Regions from separate parts of the Mus musculus genome. Here region 2 is linked to region 1. Evidence: chromatin contacts called from public HiChIP or PLAC-seq data. All regions are on one chromosome and are shown on one strand. The core of a region is the stretch at or near the end of the contact, and the rest is flanking DNA. Distances in the headings are between cores, read along the strand shown. Region 1 has its middle 26 kb from the start of Gm46567. Region 2 holds the start of Tmem44 (transmembrane protein 44).

The links. HiChIP or PLAC-seq counts read pairs in DNA pulled down with a chosen protein or histone mark.
Region 2: a FOXA1 HiChIP or PLAC-seq map of pancreatic cancer cells shows a contact between it and region 1. The contact joins the promoter of Tmem44 here to the enhancer-like site in region 1. A contact is called at or near these places in 3 of 39 promoter capture datasets (the 3T3-L1 cell line, pre-B cells and stem cell-derived epiblast-like cells), 1 of 484 Hi-C or Micro-C datasets (embryonic stem cells) and 2 of 115 datasets of contacts at active chromatin or transcription factors (extraembryonic endoderm stem cells and pancreatic cancer cells).

Annotation. Positions count from the first base shown.
Region 1 is chr16:29,785,767-29,789,753 of GRCm38.p6, forward strand. No RefSeq gene overlaps it. Among named protein-coding and RNA genes, the nearest start is that of Gm46567, 26 kb to the right of the region's middle. Within about 2 kb of position 2,590, at least 32 of the 459 cell types and tissues checked have an H3K27ac peak or open chromatin away from gene starts, as enhancers often do. A contact at or near this core is called in extraembryonic endoderm stem cells and pancreatic cancer cells, where this site is marked.
Region 2 is chr16:30,547,959-30,551,844 of GRCm38.p6, forward strand. Tmem44 (transmembrane protein 44) reads right to left here and starts at 2,620. Exons shown (of 11, transcript NM_001384248.1): 1 at 2,405-2,620. The coding sequence starts at 2,541.

The DNA of each region.
Region 1 (3,987 bases), core at 1,340-3,839:
CCGGTTTCTGGCAATTCTTAGCATCTCTGGGCTTGTAAGTGAGTCATTTCACTCTCTTGCTTTCCCTTTAATGTGGATCTGTATTTTTCTCCTGTGCTTTGTCTTTTCCTGGATGATCTCATCTAAAAGTCCTGCATGTGATTAATCTGAGAAGACCTGATTTTTAAATTTTGTTTTAAAAGGCACATCTATCTATAGGTACTGGGAGCTGATACTTGTCCATACTGGGGAACAGTGTTTGTCTCATCAACTTCCTGTCTTACGAGGCTACTCCTCTGTTCACATGTTTATCAGAGATGGTAGGAATACATACAGGGTCCTCCTCGTCCTCATCACCTTGTCCTGGACAGCACCACTGCCTACTGGGGACACATGTAACAGAATACAAAGAAGAGGCTGGGAAGAGCCTTGAGGTCAGAAGCCAAAGAAGAAATGGAAGCCCAGGCTTTGACAGAGAAGCCAGGCGGTGGGGGGCAGAACACAGTTAGGGCAGAACTATTACTGTTGAGGTTGGCAGGGTTTGGGGTCGGTTGTGTGAGGGGGCAAGGAGCTGTCACCGAGAACTCAGGCCCTGATTGCTGAAGTCACTTCAGAGCATGTGAATGTCGGTGACGGATCTGTATGCAGGACAACATGGCTGTATTTTCAGCAACCCCTGCTCTGGCCTGGGTTCTGTTGAGCTGCCCCTGCAGTTGGAAAGTGTGGGCTCACCATTAATTGCTTCTGTTTTCACTGGAGCCTCTTCAGACAGTTCCCCGGAACCAGTCTAACTCTCCAGTCCTCGCTCCTGCCGAATCCACCAGCATCTCACTTCCTCACTTGGCAAGGCAATCTCGATGTGGCAAAGCAATTCCCACGCTTGCTTGCTTTCACACAGTTCCTTGCTACAAACCCTTGCCACCACAAACAGGACAGTGAAGGGCGTCAGTGTGTGTGTGCCACGTCTCACTTAGAGGTGACTGTGGAACAGCTGCGGTCAAGAAATGCTTTTGCTTCCATATCCTGTGGCCAAGGAGATGACCACACAGGGAGTGGGAGGGTGGTGTGTGGAAAGGAGGGTCACCCTGGCTGGACCTCAGGGCCTGTGAGAATCTCAATTAAAGAGGTGTCACTGCGTCCCATTGAGCTGTGTCCTCAACCTCTCCCTTTGGGAAGGCAGACACTGGGAACAAAGGAAAATGGATTCACATCATAAAAGCTCCCTGACTCTTCAGCCAGCCAAGGAACAGAAAGTCCCATATAAATTCACACCAGGTGGTTTGAAGGGAAGCACGTCACAGAAACATGACAATCAACAGAGCCATGTTGGATCAGCCGTTCGTTCCACTTCAGCCACTGAAGATCAGGATGGAGAGTCTATCCAGGAAGAACCCAGTGAGTAAAATATTTTGACACCGGAAGAGAATATCCTGACAGCGCTCCCTCCATCCGCAGTCACGGCTGTGGGACATGGAGGTGAGTAAGTATAGACATGGACCTGTAACATCAAAGGTGGAATATATAGGAAGGACCCTCCTCTTAGCTACAATTTCCTCACGTTCAGAGGGAGGCGTGCGACATTCTCTACCACCTCCCCTTTTTCTTGTAGTGTTCCTTAGCTCATGGTCTGCATCCTCAATGCATAAAAAAGTCCCTCTGAATCAGCCCGAGAGTGAGAGTGCTCTGCCCCACTCCAAGTCACACTGAGAGAGTGACTCCCAGGATCAATTAGCACAAGACAAAATTAGCTGGGTTCTACCTTTGGAAGAATTTGAAGCCATAGTAAACCAAAGACAGGCCACTTGGACTCCAGTTTCAGTCCCACCGTTAACGTAGTCTGGTAGCTTGCAGCATGCTATATCAGTGGGCCCCCATTTTCTCTCTGTAAGGTAATCTAAGATCATTTAATTTTTGAGAGTTCTGGCAACCCGGTCTTCTACCTGTTTTGCAAATAAAGTTTTAGTGATACATACCTTCAGCTATTTATTAAATATCACCTCTGGCTGCTTTTACGCCTCAATGGCAGAGTTGGGTAGCTGAGGCAGACAGCTGCTGTGTGGGCTAGAGCTGAAAATAGTTAATACCTGATCCTTAAAAGCAAAAGAGCTGGGTAACTACACCACCAGAGAGGCTGAGGCACGGGGAGAAGAGACTATTTGCCAAAACACCCTAAGGGAATCAGGGCAGAAAATGGAAATGTCTTCTTCTGATTTTTCTCTGCCAAAAGTTCTCCTGGCCCAAAGCTCACTATCTGAAGATCTGAGCTATGCCTGAGAGCCAGCTAGAAGACCAGGAGCCTGTCTCCTGGGAGAAGCCTGTGGTCTTGAGTAGAGCCTGAGGCTCCAGTGGTAGGGGCAGTCTGCCTGGGTTCTGTCTGGCTCAGGGTCAGCCTGCTGAGCTTCTGAGAGGAGCCAGCTGAGGCTCCTGACAGGCAATGGTTGAGCCTGGAGTCTGAGGAGAGCTGGCTCCCTAAGCCCTTTTAACCACAGGTCCCCCAGATCTAGGTAAACTTTCCTTGGCCTTTGAACTACAAGGGGACATTTCTTCTTGCCTCTGTACTCACTGGCTGTTTCCGCCTTCTGCCATTTATTAATCTCGCTGGTTAACCATTGAACCCAGCTCAGCCTCCTCTAGTTTCCAATCCTGTTCTCCCTGTTGGCTGCAGACAAGGGCCTGCACTAAACAAACCTAAGGTTCTTTTCTTTCTTTTCACAGCTGAAATCAACTGATAAAAGAGGTGGGGCTGGGGTGCAGTTTGCTAAAAAGACACTCCCTAAAGCCCTGGTGAGGAGGTGAGAAACCCTTTCCAAGGCAGGCCAGCTATGTTTAAAGAAATACATCACTGTAACACACACACACACACACACACACACACACACACACACACACATATACATACACACAGACACACACACACACACACTCATACATGCACACACACATACAGACATGCACACACTCACACAGCTTAATCAGAGTAGAGGCATAATTTAGAGAAGATGTCTATAATTTCTTCATCGTTGAATCAGATTGCTTGTCTCTAAACACAAATGCCATTTGAGTTTAGCTTCCCCAGTTAAAGATGCATGCTTTAGAGGGGGAGCATGCCAATTGTCGTAGTGGTAGGGAGCTGGAGGGAAGGGGAAGGGGAAAGGGAAGGGGAGAGGGGAAGGGGAAGGGGAAGGGGAAGGGGAGAGGGGAAGGGGAAGGGGAAGGGGAAGGGGAAGGGAAAGGGGAGAGGGGGACCAAGAAGGGCCTTCTGAGCACAGGGTTTGGGGGCTTGACATCAGCCACACCCTAGTTTCCTTTAGAGTATTAGAACTCTCTAGAACACCAGCTCTGTGAGGACCAGCATTTTATTTATCTACTGCTACATCCCTAGCACCAAGCCTAGTGCCCAGCAAGAGGTAGGTACTTAAATATCTGTTAAATGCATGGGTGACAGGATGCAAATTAGTGGCCTGGTCACTAGTCCCAATCTTTTGGGAAGATGGACATTTCACATGTTCATTGGCTCCCCTTCTGATGAATCCGGAAGCCCTGGCCCAGTTAGGACAAAATTCACAAAGGACAAGGGGGAGGACCCCCCTGAACCATTAACACAGTTCCAGGGACCTAAGTGTTTGTCTATCAAAAAACTCAGAGACAGTGCCCAGCACAGCCCCTTTCTGTGGCTGTCTGCCTACCATTGAAAGGGACAGATTTCCACCGTGGACATTTCTACTCTAATGACTCCCACTGCTGTGAGCAGTAATGTGTGCTGGGCAACTCATCTGTGTTTGTCTTTAATGCCCATGATAGCCTTGCTGTGTGGTGTGAGCCCTTTTATAGCTTAGGAAAAGAGCTGCAAGTGAACTTGCCAAGGTTGGAGAGCATAGCTTGGCCTGTCTTATCTTTGGCTGACGACAGAGACTGTACCTTGTCTATCACGTATACTTCTAGTTCTACGTACAATGCTAGAATTGGCTGTTGCCCTAACTCAAGACTGCATAGTTACTCTTTCAGTTA
Region 2 (3,886 bases), core at 1,370-3,869, 760 kb after region 1:
TACAAGCCTCAGCATGTTTTGAAACACCTTAATCCTAGCACTTGGGAAGCAGAAGCAGGGGTTTCTGAGTTCGAGGCCAGCCTGCACTACACAGTAAGTATTAAGTTTAAGGAGAGATGGGGGCTCTTTTCCTTTTCCTCTTCCAAATCAGGCCCTTACAAGCTGGTTGTCAGGTTTTTTCTTTTAAAGATTTATTTATTATATGGAAGTACACTGTAGCTGTCTTCAGACACTCCAGAAGAGGGAGTCGGATCTCATTATTGTGAACCACCATGTGGTTGCCGGAATCTGAACTCAGGACCTCCGGAAGAGCAGTCACTACTCTTATCCACTGAGCCATTTCTCCAGTCCAGCCGTCAGGTTTTATCTTCTGAAAGGGAAACAGGATCTAAAAGCCACCCTAGCACTGCAGCTAACTATAGTGGTAATTACCTAAATTTAAAAGGCGATTTGTTTCTTTGAAATTAGAGTCAGATCCGCCTTACCCATCTGTGCAGTGGGTGGCAGCTTCTTCCAGCTGAGCAATTTGAGCATATTCATAAAGCAGGGGAAACCAAACTGAATAACAGCACGGTGCTCCGGGCTCCTCTCCCTAGGTCTCCAAACTGCTGGCTTTTCTCCTACAGCACCTCTCCCTACCTTCATGAACCTGGGTCATACAGTGGGCAGGGTCTCTCTGGCAATATCACCAGTGCTGTCACCACCACACTTGAGTTTCAGTAACCATGCTGGATTTTATAGAGAAATGGGCTGGGAGCGGCTTCGGCTTCATCCGCTCAGGCAGAGTGGTTGGCTCTGATTCCATAGATTAGGTTCTGAGCATCAGTCCCAAGGATCATAATTACAGAAAGAAGGTTGTTACCCAACACCTTAAACATCTCTGTGTCTGCCAGCCCCAAGCCTGAAGCTCAGGGTGTCACCCGTCAGCTATAAATCTAAGCTCTGGGTATTAAAACCAATGCAAGCTCGAGGAGTGAAGACTGGTCGGGTAAGAGATGTGGACCCAAATGAACAACGCTTTACTTCAACCTTTGCATTGGAGAGAGGAGACCCTGCAGCCTGGGGTGATGATGTGAGCCAGCGGCAGGCCTCTAGCTTCACCACTCAGGGCTTTACCCTATGCCCTGTGCTCTCAGGGGCCAGGACTCCCAGACTGACCTTAACCTAGCAACCTGCCCCCCAAGATCCATTCTCTGCAGAAAGACAGGGGGAGAGGGGTTCAGGAGTGATGGGGTACAGAGAGAACAGAGAGGCACATCTAGCCTCAGGCAGGGCAAAAGTCGGCCATTCTAAGCACACTAGTTCACTTCTGTAAGCCATGGTTTCCAGGGGTGAGCATGCCTACCTGTGTTGGCTGCATAGGATGGCTACGGAACAAAGGAGACCATGCATGCAGAGCCCTCTACCTCAGAGAGCTCAATCCCTGATGCCTACCTGAGTCACAGGCAGGATTATTATTCACTCAGGAAGCAGGCTCCTCATCCGATTGATAACAGCACCTGCCTTAGGGACAGGGGCAGGCGAGGAGCAAGAGGACGAAGAAATGTAACTCAGGCCCAGAGTGTCTGTCCTGGACTCCAGTCTCTAGGCAATGGACTGCTGACTCTCTGAACCACTACAGACAGTCTTGAGGGGGTTGTCCACCGAGCGCTAAGGTGAGCCAGTTGCAGGAGTCGGGATAGAGGGATGCTGTACACTCTCCCCCGCCTGGGTATACTTGGGTGGCACCACCCTGGAAACTGTCTCTGGGTTTCTGTGCGTGGGGACAGGGTGGCTGAAGACCTGGAGGCTATGCTCTCACAGAACCCAGGCTACAGGGATTGCCTGGCCAAACCACCGGGAGACAGACAAAAGCAAAAACTGTGGCCAGAGTCAGATAACCACTGCCTCACCTCTTGGCATAAAGAGCTTTGGATAAATTAAAAGTAGAAAACATCGAGGGACTTGCTAGGGTCCCTAAGGGTGGGTGGTAGAGCCAGAGCGGTAATGGTGTTTAATGAGCACGTATTAAGTCCTTTGCCTGCTATGCCTTATTTAATCCTCACATTCATTTTATGAGGCATATCCTCATTCACAGGAGACCCAAAGGCTTACACTTGCTCCCCTCACACCGCCAACAACCAGGAAAAGGCTGACAATAGAAGCTGTTCCAAGCCCGCATCCACTGCACCACCCAGCCTCCTGCTGCCGGCTCGCAGCCCAGCTTCCCCGGTGCGCGGAGTCCAGAAAGGACTCCACTTCAGTCCACATAGCAATGTCAGATCCGAACTCGGACTTGAGCTACCTGCAGGACGCCCCCTGTACGCCCCTTCCCCCTAGGCTTCCTAGAGGAGCCGAGGCGAGTGACGCCCAGTCGCCCCCGCGGGTGGCCCGCCACCCCTCGCGCGGGTCCCGTCCCCATTACAGCGTGTGGGCAGCGATCCAGCAGCAGGCGGCGCAGATCCACAGGCCGAAGGAGATGCAGACGCGGCGGCGGGCGAAGCAGCGCTCCAGGTAGTCCCAGTTCAAGAGCGGGGGCGCGGCGCTAGCCCCCTCCTCCATGGCACGGCCGAGCCTCCGCCGACCCCGGGGAAAGTTCCCGGACCGCGCGGCTCCCCAGCCTCGCCTATTGTGGGGCTCTGCGGGGTGCAGGCTGCCCCCTAGCGGTAGAGCCGCGCGCGGCCGCTGCACAAAGGAGGGCCCCGCCAGCACCCAGTCCCTTTGCGGGTTCGCCCGGTTCCAAAGCCAGACAATACTCTGGCGCGGACCAGCGCTAGTGGGGGGATGGAGGGAACCCCGAGGAGCGTTGTCCCTGGTTGAAAAGATGCAGCACAAAAGTGTGGGGTGGGGGACGGATGGGGTACACATCGCCTCTGCTTCCTCCTTCCCCTCTGCTGAAGCTGTCAAGGGCACGCCTTGCGCCACCCCGGCCAGAAAGGGGTTAAACTTGAAATGTGCCGCTCCCATCCAACCACGGTGCCGCACAATTCAGGTACATGGATGGTTTTTCGCTAAAGGAAACCATTAGAATATTTTCAAATTGTCTTCGATTTCAGTAAGTTTGCTTAGAGCACAGCTTGACGGTGGCTTCACTGTTTATTTACTTTTGAGGCAGGGTTTTGCCACGTGGTCCAGGCTAACCTGGAGTTCACTGTGTAGCCCTGGTGGGCCGCCAACTCAAAGACTCTTCCCGCTTCAGCCTCCCAGGTACTGGGACTGTGCAACAGCCATCCACCTTGATGTCTACTGCAAAGAAAACGCTGTGGTCTAAATGATCACACGCACTCCAATTCCATATATTTAAACTTAGCCACAAAGCCAGGAGTGGTGGTGCACACTTTTAATCCTGGCACTGGGAGGCAGAGGCAAGAGGATCTCTAGGTTCAAGGCCAGCCTGGTCTACAGAGTGAGTTCTAGGACGGCCAAGGCTACACAGAGAAACCCTGGCTACTCGGGGGTGGAGTGGGGTGGGGTGGGGTGGGGAGGGGTAGGGTGGGTGTGTAAGGGAGAAACATAACCACCAACTTGGTAGTATCACGAGGGGCGAAAGTGTTTGCTGCCAAGCCTGAAGACCTGGGTTCAATCTAATCTTCCATCTAATGGAAGAGAGGAAATAACTGACCACACATATTGTCTGAACTCCACACTTGAATGCACACATACAAACACACACAGGCATGCACACACACAGACACACATAGGCACATATGTGCAGCTGTCAGTGCATGACGGTGTAGCCATATCTACTACATCCCCTCTGCCGTCACGGACTGGAATTCACCCTCTGCTCCCTGGAGCTGGGACTTGGAGCAGAGAACTGAACCTATCTTTAAAATGTTCCTACTTGCCTGGCAGTGGTGGCACATGCCTTTAATCCCAGCACTTGGGAGGCAGAGGCAGGCGGATT